2 separate regions of the Oryzias latipes genome follow, and region 2 is linked to region 1. Evidence: chromatin contacts called from public Hi-C data. All regions are on one chromosome and are shown on one strand. Each heading gives the region's core, a stretch centred on a gene start, on an enhancer-like site or on the middle of the called end of the contact. The rest is flanking DNA. Distances are from core to core; before and after follow the strand shown. Region 1 holds the start of LOC101170087 (bridging integrator 2). Region 2 holds the start of LOC101172972 (cell division control protein 42 homolog).

What was found. Hi-C and Micro-C count contacts between places; a contact is called where the count stands out from the background.
Region 2: a Hi-C map of embryo shows a contact between it and region 1, with 2.4 times the contacts expected there. The contact joins the promoter of LOC101172972 here to the promoter of LOC101170087 in region 1. A contact is called at or near these places in 3 of 5 Hi-C or Micro-C datasets (embryo and fibroblasts).

The regions. Positions count from the first base shown.
Region 1 is chr5:23,366,872-23,373,235 of ASM223467v1, reverse strand. It overlaps LOC101170087 (bridging integrator 2), which reads right to left and starts at 5,000. Exons shown (of 12, transcript XM_011475301.3): 1 at 4,641-5,000. The coding sequence starts at 4,733.
Region 2 is chr5:23,627,138-23,633,841 of ASM223467v1, reverse strand. LOC101172972 (cell division control protein 42 homolog) reads left to right here and starts at 5,028. Exons shown (of 6, transcript XM_023955110.1): 1 at 5,028-5,155. snrpe (small nuclear ribonucleoprotein E) reads left to right here and starts at 1,789. Exons shown (of 5, transcript XM_004069041.3): 1 at 1,789-2,011; 2 at 3,197-3,223; 3 at 3,306-3,368; 4 at 4,060-4,138; 5 at 4,419-4,594. The coding sequence starts at 1,958. The coding sequence ends at 4,474.

The DNA.
Region 1 (6,364 bases), core at 3,751-6,250:
ATTGGTTTCACAAAGAACCTGTCTACACACGCTTCAGAATAAATATGGAGAACTCATGTGACACTTCTTTGAAACTCAAGACAACCAAATTAGAATAGGGCTGTTTTACTGGTTATAACAGGAGTGACTGTAAAAATGTTAAATATAAATGAAGAAGAAACTCCAATAGGGTATTTCTTGCACAGCAATAAAATGAATGCATTTTGTCAATATAACAATCACTTAACCATTGACTGTATATGAAAACTGGACTCCCACAGACTTCTATAAAGAAATAAACAGCCATTACTCCGTAATTCTATTTGTCAGAATAACCATTCTTGCTCTGATAGCTTCTTTTTCTTAACATCACCTTGCTAATCCTAGTTTTTTTAATTGTGAGGTATTCAAGTCATAAACTGGCCAATCAGAACTGGTAGGGGTGTGGCCTTCTACCAAGCTCACTTCTGATTGGCAAAAGGGGTTGCCATAGAAATATGAGCCAACTTGGATCATTTACTGCTTACTGACAAGTTCTGGTTCCAACATGGCAAAGTCCGTATCACGAAAAAAATGGTGACTGAATTGACTTCCATTTGGTTGGAACCAGGAACAAGTCACTTTCTAAGGGTAACGCCACACTCACTCAGTCCAGTTCTCACGTACAGTCAAGCAATTCAGTTAACATGACGCCCCAAGGGGATCATGGGAAAAATTCCGGAGGTTTGTCAAAAGATAGACAGCTTGTAAACCTTGAGGAATGCAACTCAAAAAAGAGGTCACTGCAGTTTTCTAGCAGAACTGAAATGACACAAAGCAGACAAACAGCGAAGACTTACGCCGCCTCATGAAGCCCAGTGTGTTTTCACACACAACAGACTTTCTAAACAAGAGGCCATCTGCATGACCTCTACATGCTCCAAACTCAATCAACATCTCTGTTTTTTTCATCATAAGCGAAAGTGTTGAGTGGTTTCTCTCAGCAGAACACATGGGGTAGCCTAGTGAGTCACCACAAACATATATGTCTGATAGTTCTAGGCTTTAGCAGGTCATCAACAGAAAAATTGATGATTGTTCAAGTTGTTCCTGTTCATCTTTGATTTTTTATGTATTAACTGTTTCAGTTTTTGGAAGAATTGACTATTTTTTTTAAAGTTCCACTCTGATCATATTTTTTTTTTTGTAAAAGCGTTCTCGGTTTGGCCGTTTTAGGCCAAAAATCTAAAAACCTGTGTTGCTTTCTAGGACATACGGCTGGGCAAATCCAGGCCTCGAGGGCCAGTGTCTGTATGATTTCCAGATATCCAAGCCCTAATCATTACTGATTACCTGGTTCAGGCATGTCAAGGCAATTTGAATATTCCACAGCAGGGTAATATAGGCAAACATGTAACATGCTCCCCGCGATGCCCCTCCCTGACAGATATTCATCTCTGAGATGTGGGTGGGACTGTTGGCAAGGAACAAACCTGCTCCCCTTCTCCTTTCCCATTGCTGAGAGCTCTCTGTTACATGCTCTCCCACTAGCATTCAGCCAACTCGGACGAGGAAACTGAAGACCTACACGGATTTGGTCAGAATGAGTCAAATAAGCCTGCCAATTGTAGCTGCTACATAACAAAAACTATCCTTTTCAAGAAGCATGTTTAGTCTGCTCCTGATTAACAACAATTTGAATATGGAAAGTCAGAAATGCCATTTTTAGCTAAATGTTCTTTATACATGTTCTGAATCATCTAAAAAATTCCACAAGTACATGTGAAAACACCAAAAACACAATTTTGTCTGTAAGAAATATAATATCTTAAGTCCAATTTTAAACGAGATTCTGTTTATAAGGTGCAATTCCTCCAACTACGGTCATCTCCAGGCGCATAAAACATAATTTAATGTTAATTGTAATCAACTAAAAGTATCTAACTGTGTTGTAAAGATAGCTAAAGAGTTAACAGTTAGCCACCCCTAAAAGAATGCACTGGGAAATCATCGAGTTATGACTACTCTGTAACCTCCAGCAGAAACAGACTAAGCCGTCTTATCTGCCAGAACTGGTTGAGTGAAGAAAGGACAGGAGAGGGATGAGAAAAACAGAAGTGAGTGCTAGAGACTGCAGTGATGGCATGTAAACATGAGCAGACCTAATACAGCAAAAAAAAAAAAAAAAAATCTAAAAAATGTTCAAACCAAAGGGCCAACAGATGTCCAAATAATGCCAAAATGTATGTGCATTTATCAAACTAGACTATGAGTCACTCCTAATCTGTTGATATTCTGTGTGGAAGTGGATCTACCAATATAAAAAGCTAGCAGAATAAAATGCCTGCATAAAATTAATGGCACAAAAGGCAGGAAGGGAAACCTTTGTTTCTGGTATACAAGCTATAAAGTTATTAGAGAGAACTGCTTAAAGTCTCGAAACGTGCCTTTGGGCCACTAACTCACTTTATAATGAAAATAAATGTTCACATTTTAACTCAGAAGTTTTCATTTTTATAACTTTTGTTGTTGTTGTAATTTTTCTAACAGAAGCAAAACAAATCTGGTTTCCAAGACTTTATTTGCAAAATATTTGCAAGTATTTTAGGTATAAAAAATTCAATGAAAAAAAATGTTCCAACTTCATTATTTTTTTTTAAATAGATAAGAATAACTGCAAACAAAATTGCTGTTTACAGGTTTTTCTTACAATTTAGTCCATCACTGTTTTAACAGCTTACTATTTTTTGGAAAAGCTATAAATAAAACAATTTTATTTACAAAATAGAAGTCACAAATTCCTTCCTCAGAGTTTATCTTCCATTATTTGAAGCATAAGAGAATTATTCTTGCAAGAAATAAGATGTTTCTGGATCATTGCTGGTTCTATAGTCACATGTCAACCCTAAATAAATCAATCAATAAAAGTCCAAAAATGGAGGAAAAAAAATTAAAGGGGGATTTGTGCTAAATGATCATAAAATAATGGCAAAACTGTGTTAATCCCTCCTGAATCCATGAGTTCCACTCCATGTTTAAACACAAACACACATGACTGCACTCAGCTGACCTTCTTATTGGCAGTGGTTTATTTGTCTTGTGTATTATCCTTACTGGCATCCTTTATAGTGAGAGCATTTAAAATAATAATAATGCATGATTTCTACATGGGGGGGGGGGGGGGGACACAGAAAAAAATTATGTTTTTTTCCAATATATATTAAATAATAATTTCTACCATTAAACACTGATACCAAAACATCTACAGAAGAGTAAATAGGGATTCAGATCTTATGGCCTTATAAACTGCCTCTCCTTTCATTTGCGATGTTTGCCCAAAACGTCACAGGAAGAAGCAGAAGATAAGATTCGAATCCCAGCTGGGACCTTTCCGTGTCGAGATAAGTCCTCAAATGCTGTGGTGCAATAATAATAATAACAGCACTGAACAGTTAAAAAGATAGATAAATACACAATGCCTTTAAGAAACACAACGTTATGAAAAAGAGCACATTTGTGACGTAGAAAATACGACGTCTACTCCAAAGTCTCCTTGCTTCACCCTCGTTCTGATGCATCCACTTGTAGACGACTAGATCCATGACCGTCTTCTGTTTTCCTCGTCTTAACATCTGGTTCAGAACTGTACAACTAGATAGCTCAATTGTTGCTCACCGTTTAAGTTGAAGCAGTAGTGTTAGGTAAGGGTGTGTAAGCTAGCAAGAGAGCATGTAAACAGACAGCTCTCGGTAACCCTTGTGCTATCCTAGGCACTTTACCATTGGGAGTTGGGTCATCTAGACCCACTAGACAGTGTTCTGAACCTTTTTTCTTCAATGATTTGTGATCTTCACTGGTGTCCATGGATTACATGAAATCTTTCCACCTTTATCCACCTTTGTCATGGTAGGGAGAACACGTCAATGCAAGGGTGGGGTCATCTAAGATAGTTAAAGATGATGGCAAGAGAGGGCGGAGTTGCTCCAATCTGTTCTGCAGAAACTATGGCCTAGAAAACGACACAGGTTCTATCATTTTGGTAGAAAAAACGGCATAATCATACTTTAAAGACCACTGGAAACACTTTGATCAAAATATGATTGGAGTGGGTCTTGAAGCTTTCACAACAACTAAACATATGTTGAAAAAAATCAAAATAACCAACTCAAACTGGGGGAAATTATCTGACAATCCAGACAGACAAAGTTGGGCATCCCCACACAAGATTATGGACTTTAAATGAAACTACTTTTGCAAAATTAGGTTAGTTTCCGTTTTGAGGTGGAGCAGTGAAATAATAGCCAAGTCAACCATAAAGTGAATGTAAAGGAAAGAGGAAGTGGAGGCAGGAAGTAGCAGCTCTTGTTTGTCCACACAGCTGCAGCACAAACCCATGCTTCTGCAGAAAGAAAGTTCAGGGTTCGATTCTGTCAAAACCAAATGAGTCTAAATGCAGGACATTAATCAAGAATGTATGGTTAAAATATAGTTTTTGCCCTCAGTAAGGATATTTTAGTGGATTGATGTGATTTTTCTTTACGCACAGAATTAAACTAACTGAAAAAAATGACACTTTTTGATTTTGTGTCTGGAAAAAAAAGATCATACGTTTGAAGTTTCCTCTTGTGATTTGGCCAACCCGATGATTAACCAGAACAAAACGAGCAGTTAGAGTTTGTCACCTTCTCCTGAGCGCGATTGAAGGACTTCTGGACCCGTTTGGCCAGGAATCCAGCTCCAGCCTGCAGGTTCGGACCCGTCTTGTTCTCCGCCATCGTCTCCGCTGTGCTCCTCGGCTCCGTCTGCCTCTTTCTTGGCTTCACGCTGGTGAGTTTCAAGTTGGGGGTGGAGGTGGAGCAACCGGGGCGAAGACGCGCTCCGTCAGCGGGGAGGAGGAGGAGGAGGAGGCCTGGGAAGACGCGCCTCTGCTGCGCTGCTCATCATCCGCGGCCTGTTCTGACTTGCTCCTTGTGCGCGGATCCTCCGTGGAGGAGTCATCCAGCCGCTCACCTGAAGGTTATGACGATAATCACCGCGCAATACCTGAGTCAGGAGCTGACCCACAAACCAGAAAAACCGCCAGAGAAGAAGGTTGTCCTCCTGATCTGCAGCAAAGAAAACACAAACGGAACAGTTTTAGTTTTGATTAAGTCATCGGCGCACAAAAAGCTTCTTATTTTAATTTGGGACTAAAATGAAGCTTTAAAAACAAGAAAAAAAGAAACTGTATATGTGGCGCCCCCAAGAGGCAAAAGGAAGACCGCACATTCTGTCAACCATAAGAAAACCGATAACTCGATTTGTTTTCCTACAATCCAACCAGATCGATGTCTGTGGCAAGCTACTAATCGAATACCATTAAAAAATGGTTTTAAAATGAAATAAATCGATTATATCAATTGAAAAATACTATTTGGGTTGAGATACAGTTGGTTCATTTTACATATTACATTTATACTTTATTTATCCCACAATGGGAAAGTTCCACTCAGCATTTTGACCCATCCGCTGAGGGGAGCGGTGACCTGCACAGGTTCAATCCGCCAACCCTTCGTTTGTTGGACGAGCTGCTCTACCAACTGACCTAACCCTTGTGCTATCTTAGATGACCCCACCCTTACATTGACATGTTCTCCCTACCATGACAAAAGTGGATAAAGGTGGAAAGATTTCATGTAATCCATGGACACCAGTGAAGATCACAAGTCATTGAAGAAAAAAGGTTCAGAGCACTGTCTACTGGGTCTAGATGACCCAACTCCTAATCTTAAAGTTCCTAGGATAGCACAAGGGTTAAACTGCTGCCCCTTCTTTTGATGAGCTGCAGACGACCCCCGCTCGAGCACCACTTGGTGGTCATTTCTGCTCCAAAACAGCGTCTGCTGTTAGCCCCGCCTGTGTCCTCTGATGTACCCATTGACTGTACACGAGGACTGGATAGAGAGTGTGATGTCACCCACAGAAAATGGTTTACTTCTGGCTTCAACCAATGAAATCAATTCAGTTGGCAATTTTATGCTGTACCGTTGCCACCATGATGTAGCAAAACAAGGTCAGTAAGCAGTGATTGGTCCGAACCAATCTGAGACGTTTCTATGGAAACCACTTTCGCTAATCAGGAGTGCGCTTGTTGGAAGTCCACACCCCTATCACTCGAAGGGATTAGGATAAGGAATAACATGTTGAAAGCGAGGAGTAAGATAAATTGTATTTAGGATTTTATGGGACTAACTCTGACTGCAATTCTTAATTTTTTTCCCATTACCTTTATTAATGACATTTTTTTGGGGGGGAAATTACATTACTTCATATATTTATTTCATACGACGGAGTTTTTAGGGCCACCAAGGAAAATTACGACTTTTTTTCTCGTAAATTTACGAGAAAAAAGTCATAGATTAACAAG
Region 2 (6,704 bases), core at 3,779-6,278, 260 kb before region 1:
CCCAAGGGCACAACAGCAGTTGACTGGGGGGAGCGGGGATTGACCCGCCGACCCTTTGATCATTGGCTTAAAGCACGATGCTTTCAAAGGTTGCACCAACAATTTTTATTAAACAAAAATACTGTTCAGTAAACAAAACTTAGAAAAATATATTCTTGGAAACTGTGAGAAAAATTTAGAAATAATGATTCTGGCATGTCTCTCATGTCCTTTGATGTTGAATACTGAAATGAAGGGTCATGTGTCGCTTTGAAATGTGTGTTAAATGCATTTTGGGTAGACTTGGATTGAATGTAGTTTTTGACAATGAATGCATATTGTATATGTTGGTGCCTTCATAAAAAGGACAAACAAATAAATAAAATCATCTGCATAATCTCTCTCTAACCAGCTCAGAGTTAGGGTGTCTGCCCTGAGACTGGAAGGTCATGGGTTCAAACCCAGGCTGAGTCATACCAAAGACTGCTGGACACTCAGCATTAAGGGGTTGGATTGGGGGGGTTAAATCCACCAAAATGGTTCCCGAGTGCAGCTGTGTCTGCAGCTCACCGCTCCCCCAGGATGGGTCAAATGCGGAAACAAATTTCGCACACTTAGGTGTGTGAGAGAGAGTGGGGTTTAATTTAATTTAATTTAACACACATGTAATTAGAAAGTCACATACATGTTTTTATGTTTTATATTCTTAATTTAGCTCACAAAAATCTTAGGTGGGGAAAAAACACTCCTCAATGGAGCTCATGTTCCTGCTAAATTCATAGGTCTGCATCTGCAGGTGAAAATATATTTCACATTTAATCAAAAACAAAAGTTATGCGATAAATTCTAAACCTTTTTGAAGAAAGAACACTACTGAACAAGAAGAATCATTTGTACCTCTCACCTTCTTGACTAAATACTTTTATAGACAACTTCTTTAAATCGACTGCACTTTTTAACAATGTTTATTGTAGAACTCAGATTAGAACTTTAAGTTTATTTATAAGGAAAGTGAAGTGAAACCTTTTACTAATGTTCATCTTGGGCTCGAGTTGTTTCTTATGTTTTTGTTTTTCTCTGCTGCCCTCTTTTGGATAAAATAGGTCACTGCTGTGACAGTAGAACCTGGTCAAGATAAATGTTTAGGAAATAGTTTACAAAATTAAACTCTAATATTGAAAACAAAATTACTTGTAAGAAAATAATAATAATAAAAAGTTTGAACAATTATGGAAAAATTACAAAAATTATCAACAATTTTCACTTATTGAATTTGTGTTGCAAAAACAACTACAGTAATTACATATCTGTATGCTTGTTAATATTATGTGTAATAGGAAAATAAAAAAATAAAAATCTAAATGATAAATTAGACTATATACATCCAACAATTGAACATCTATGAAGTAAATGACGCTATATCCAAACTAGTTGATGTATCAATATTTAAACCTTCTTTTCTGCTATATGAAAGCTGTTCAAATATTATTGGTACTTGTGTTAATCACTGAAATTAATCCAAGCAAAAATAAACGATTACTGAAAATGTACAAGAAAAAAGTCGAAGCAAAACCTTTGTATTTTTCCCTTCAGGATTAAGAAATAAATATGTACTGAAACAGACGTTGACAAAAAATATGGTGACTCAAAAACAACTTAATTATTAAATTTAGCCTTTTAATTGGTACCAGATGTGTTTTCATACTTTTTATAAGTCATAATTAGTCTGCATATTTGAAGGATTTCACACTGAACGTAATTTTTGACCAAATATCAAATTGTGCAGTATTGACATCCTGCCTGTAGGTGGCGCTTGTTCGGTGAAGGGAAACCTTTCAGTGCAGGAACCGGATGCGGAAAGAAACCCGCCATTAAGGCAACTTGGCATCGTGAGCTGAACGTTGAAATCATTCAATTGTAAAAGGCAATATTTCTTTAACGAAATACTTCTTGCGTGTCTTTTTTGCGTGTGAAGAGAATGGCTTACCGAGGACAAGGACAGAAGGTGCAGAAGGTTATGGTGCAGCCCATTGTATCCTTTCTTTGCTGTTAGCATTTGTTAGCAGCGATGCTAATCGGTTATTTCTCGTGTTTGCTCATCGGTAAACTGTATTCCTTTTTTTTCTAGGTACTACATGACTTTCTAAATACATTGGAATGCATATTTACTGACTTTTTTTAATTTCAGTATTGAAGCACGTATTTTTCTGTTTATCGATCAAATTTAAGCACGACGTTGTACTTCGAAAGAAATTGAATTTGAAACAAACATTTTTAGCATTTTCTAAACGTACATAGCAATATGATGGGTTATCAATTTACTATTATACATTTTACAAAAATACGTTTGTTTAATTGGAAAGAAGAAAACAATGACACGTTTACCTTTGGCAGAGTTTTCTTTTAGTGAAAAAAGAAGTCAACAATCGAGATGTTGCACTTAACGACTTAAACTAATAATATTAGTTAAATGCACTACTTTGGTCTGATAATTAAATGTTCTTTTGATTTGTTGTAACAATTGGTCATATTTTGTAGTTTTTTATTTGGTTTTTAACTTAACTCAAGTTTGTCCCTGTGAGTGTGTGAGACCTGTTTTCTTATTTTTCTTGATTATGAAGTGACATGTCATCTATAAAAAAATAAAAAAGATGTTAAAGAAATTAAGAATACCATTAAAATTTGACTCGTAAAAAAACCCCTAACAAAGTCAATAAATAAGAGAAAATCTAATGCCAGAACCCGTTTTAAATCCATTTTTAAGCGTGTCTTCAGTTGTTTTGACATGGTTGCCCTACAGTTTACGTTATAACGTGGATACATCAGCAGAAGTTAAATAGTAAACTGTAAAACTCTAGAACAATTGCAGAATTTCTGTAAGCTGGTAAAAGGCATAACTAACGTTAAAAGACCGCCGATAATACTTCAAAAATAGATCAAAATGATCTGAGTGGGACTTTCGAGCAAATTCTGCGTCATCCATAGCTTTATTTCATCATTTCGGTCATGTAATTGGTTTGTGAAGTCCTTTTTCACTGGCTTACATTGAAATGTATGACATTCACTGGTATTTAACAGGATCTCAGCTCTCCGGTTAAAGTGCAAAACAGTTTGTGTCACTCTACTGAAATTGAAATGACTAGTTCATGTTATTTGAAATATCTTCTGTAACATTGAAACGGTTTAGACATGTCATTTCCTTGACTCTGTTCATCAGAACCTCATTTTCAGATACCTTCAGAACGTGAGTATTGAAGGCTCTTGCAGGTTCACCTTTTGTCTCGGTGGTGACTGAAATACTGATTCGTGTCATCTTTGCTTTGCAGCGCTCACGAATCCAGGTGTGGCTTTATGAGCAGGTGAACATGCGGATAGAAGGCTGCATCATTGTAAGATTTCTCTTTATTTTACTTTCACAGTGTTTGTTAACTTTCCAAATGTGTGCCACAGTTACTTTAAAACTGGTATAGACTGTAAAAACGATCGACGATTCCAGGTTTTCCTTCTCCGCTCCAAAAGGGGGAACAAGAGAAAGTTTGAGAACCACTGACCTAGCATTTTAGTTATTTTTTTTATTGGAGCTTGGTAAAAGTTCTTAATGGCTGGTGTTAGATCCACAATAATCAACTTAAAACTGTTTTGCAGAAATTTTTTCTACGACTATTTTGGGGCTCTGTTTTAGCTGCTTTTGCAGCGGGCACCTTTCTTACCAGTAGAGCAGAACTCTGCAGCTGATTTAAAAATGTATTTGAAAACGGCAACAAAAAAAACACACACTGGTTCAGACTCACAATACAGTAGGTAAATGATCAATGAGAACAGCATAATGACAAACTAAGCATGAATTAGGAGACCAATTGAAATTGCCGGTCCTACACTCTTGACACTTTAATCTATTTTCAGAACATTCTCGGTGATCTTTTAACTATGATTATGCTGTTTTTAGCCGAAATAAAAACAAACAACCTGTGCCGTTTTCTTGGGGGGGAAAAACCTTGAGAGCCTGAATTTAAATGAATCCAAACAGCTTCAGTTATGAAAGTAGTTAATTGATTATTTCCTTTTTATTTTATTTTCCAGGGCTTTGATGAGTACATGAACCTGGTTCTAGATGATGCTGAGGAGGTCCACATGAAGACCAAGAACAGAAAGCCACTGGGTAAGACTCTTTAGCTTGTTTAATTTGTTAAATTTCAGTTACTATTTTTTGATCTTAGCAGTTATTAGAACAGCTTTATTTATTTATTTTACAATGAAAAATTTGAATATTCTTTGTATTTATTAACATGTACTGTTAGCTTTTGTTTCTAGAACTGCTGTAACAAAATATTTGTTTGAGGAAAACATAGAAATATTTTTCCAGTCAGTATTTATTTGTTATACACTCAGGAATGTCAGTTTTTAAAATGTCAAGATAAATTTCTTTCCTTGTTTCACAGGTCGGGTTATGTTAAAGGGCGACAACATCACCTTGCTGCAGAGTGTCTCTACCTAGTGACACCAGTGACGACTGCAGATCCTGTCTTTTTTTTCTGTTAACTGCTTACGATTTTATGCATAAATGTGAGTTTCTCTACAACCTTTGAGAATAAATGGCTTTGTTTTTTTCCAGAAATGTTTTCTGTGTGTTTATCTAAAATTTAACTGTATTGTAATATCTGGGTCACGGCTCGTACTGCCATCTAGTGGCGCACAGCATTAGTACAACCGGCATTTAGGTCAAATTTGGAATCCAAAGAATGAAGTTCATCAAAAAGCGACAAATAACTAAATGAAAGATGTATACAGATATGTAGTTTGTGCTAGCCTTCATTAATTTTTGTGATATATATATATATATATATATATATATATATATATATATATATATATATATATATATATATATATATATATATAATATAAATATATTATATAAATAATTCTGTATAGTGATTATTATTAAATTCACTGCAGTGATTAAATGCATCGTACGTTAAGTTAGAACAATTTTTAAATCGTATTTGAGAGTTTTAATTTACACCCGTTTCTAAAATTACGAGCACTTTCAAGTTTAGTCTGAATGTGGCCATTCGACGTGATGACGTTGTACGCAACCGCTCCCTGTTTTGATGCCTGGGAAGCCCCTAGTACGGAGCCGACAACGCCCGGTATTGAAACCCAAACATAAAACACGGTAGGGGGAATTATTTGTATTTTTATGTCGTTTCCGTGGTTTGTATTAAGACCAACATCACAGTGTATTAGAGTTTATAGGTGATGTTGGCTAAAATCACCTAATTGTGTCATTCAGCATCCGCTAAGGTTAGCGGTACCGCTTAGCAGGAAGCTAATTGGGAAAGACCATCTCTGGCTAGTTGTAGAAATAACAATCAGGTTATCGTGTCATAAGTTAATATACTTCTCATTTGTATGAACTGCTTATACCCCAGCAAATTAAAATGTCTTTTACTGGCTTAAAATGATAGTCACAACTAATTTAGTTGTTACTCTGGCCTGACGCGGTCAGTTAGTTTGAGAGCAAAATCAAACATGAGACGGTCAATGAATCTCAGCTGCCTGTCGGTCCCAATCAAGGACATGTTAAGTTCCAGTGGAGGAGTTGGAGAACGGTATTGAGTTTAGATGGAGCAGTCGCCGTTATTTATTTTTAATTTTTATTGTGGTTTCCGCAGCCGGCAGGAAATAGGCCAAATTGAGGCCGAGGATTGGGCCCTGGTGGGGGCCAAGCAAGGTTTAATACGAACCACCAGCCTCCAGGCTGCTCTGTCTGTGACGTTTGTTGACCCGGAGAAATGATCAATACTTTATTGGGGAGAATGGAACAAACAATTATATATCCCCCACTTGTGATCATTTGAATTTTTTTATGACAAGCTATTGACTTTAAAATAAGAATTTTATATGGTTCTACACAGAATAAATTAATTTAAATGCTGCCATTTTTATAGTTTTATTTCAGAGGATGTTGTTTACCATTCAGTGACAGTATTTTACAAATTAAAAGCATTAATGCTCCCATGATCTACTAATGCTTCAAGTTCCACATGAATGAACCTAGCTGGATTACTACTGGACTTGGATGTCTTAACCCACAAATGTCTGGATTAAGGCTGGAAGCAGACGCTTGTCGGTAGCCTGGTGTGGTCTTTAGCACCGATTTATCAAGGCATTTAAATTTATTGAAAAACTGGCTGTTACGGGGAGTTTAATACAAAATTATTAAAAAATAATGTCATTTTTCACTCACAATTTTTAATCATTGTCCCAATTTAAAATAGCTATTTGTCATAAAGTTCTAGTGTAAATGTCTCCCTATTCACTTACCAAGATTATTTACTCTACTTAAAGGTACTTATCCCATTTTCTTTATTCTACATTATATTTGTTATTTTGAAATTAAGTTTATAACAGTATCTTTGAGTTTTTGTTGAATCAACATTTGCAGCATTAAAAGAAAACGCTATAACCAGAAGTGTAATTAAGGCTCAGTCCTTTATATAGGTTTATTTTAGTTTTTAAAAAGCTAAGAAATTAAAGGCTGGCTAAAGGTACGGTGAAAAAATGTCTCAGCTGAACGTGCTGGCAAGAAGGCAGTCCACAGCCATTAGGTTGTGTGTTAATTCCAGTAGCTTCCTGTAGGAAGTCACATTATTCAAGTCTCATTAATCTGTCAAAGAGCACTCACTGGTCTGCACTCATAAACATTTCAGGCAGTAATAGTT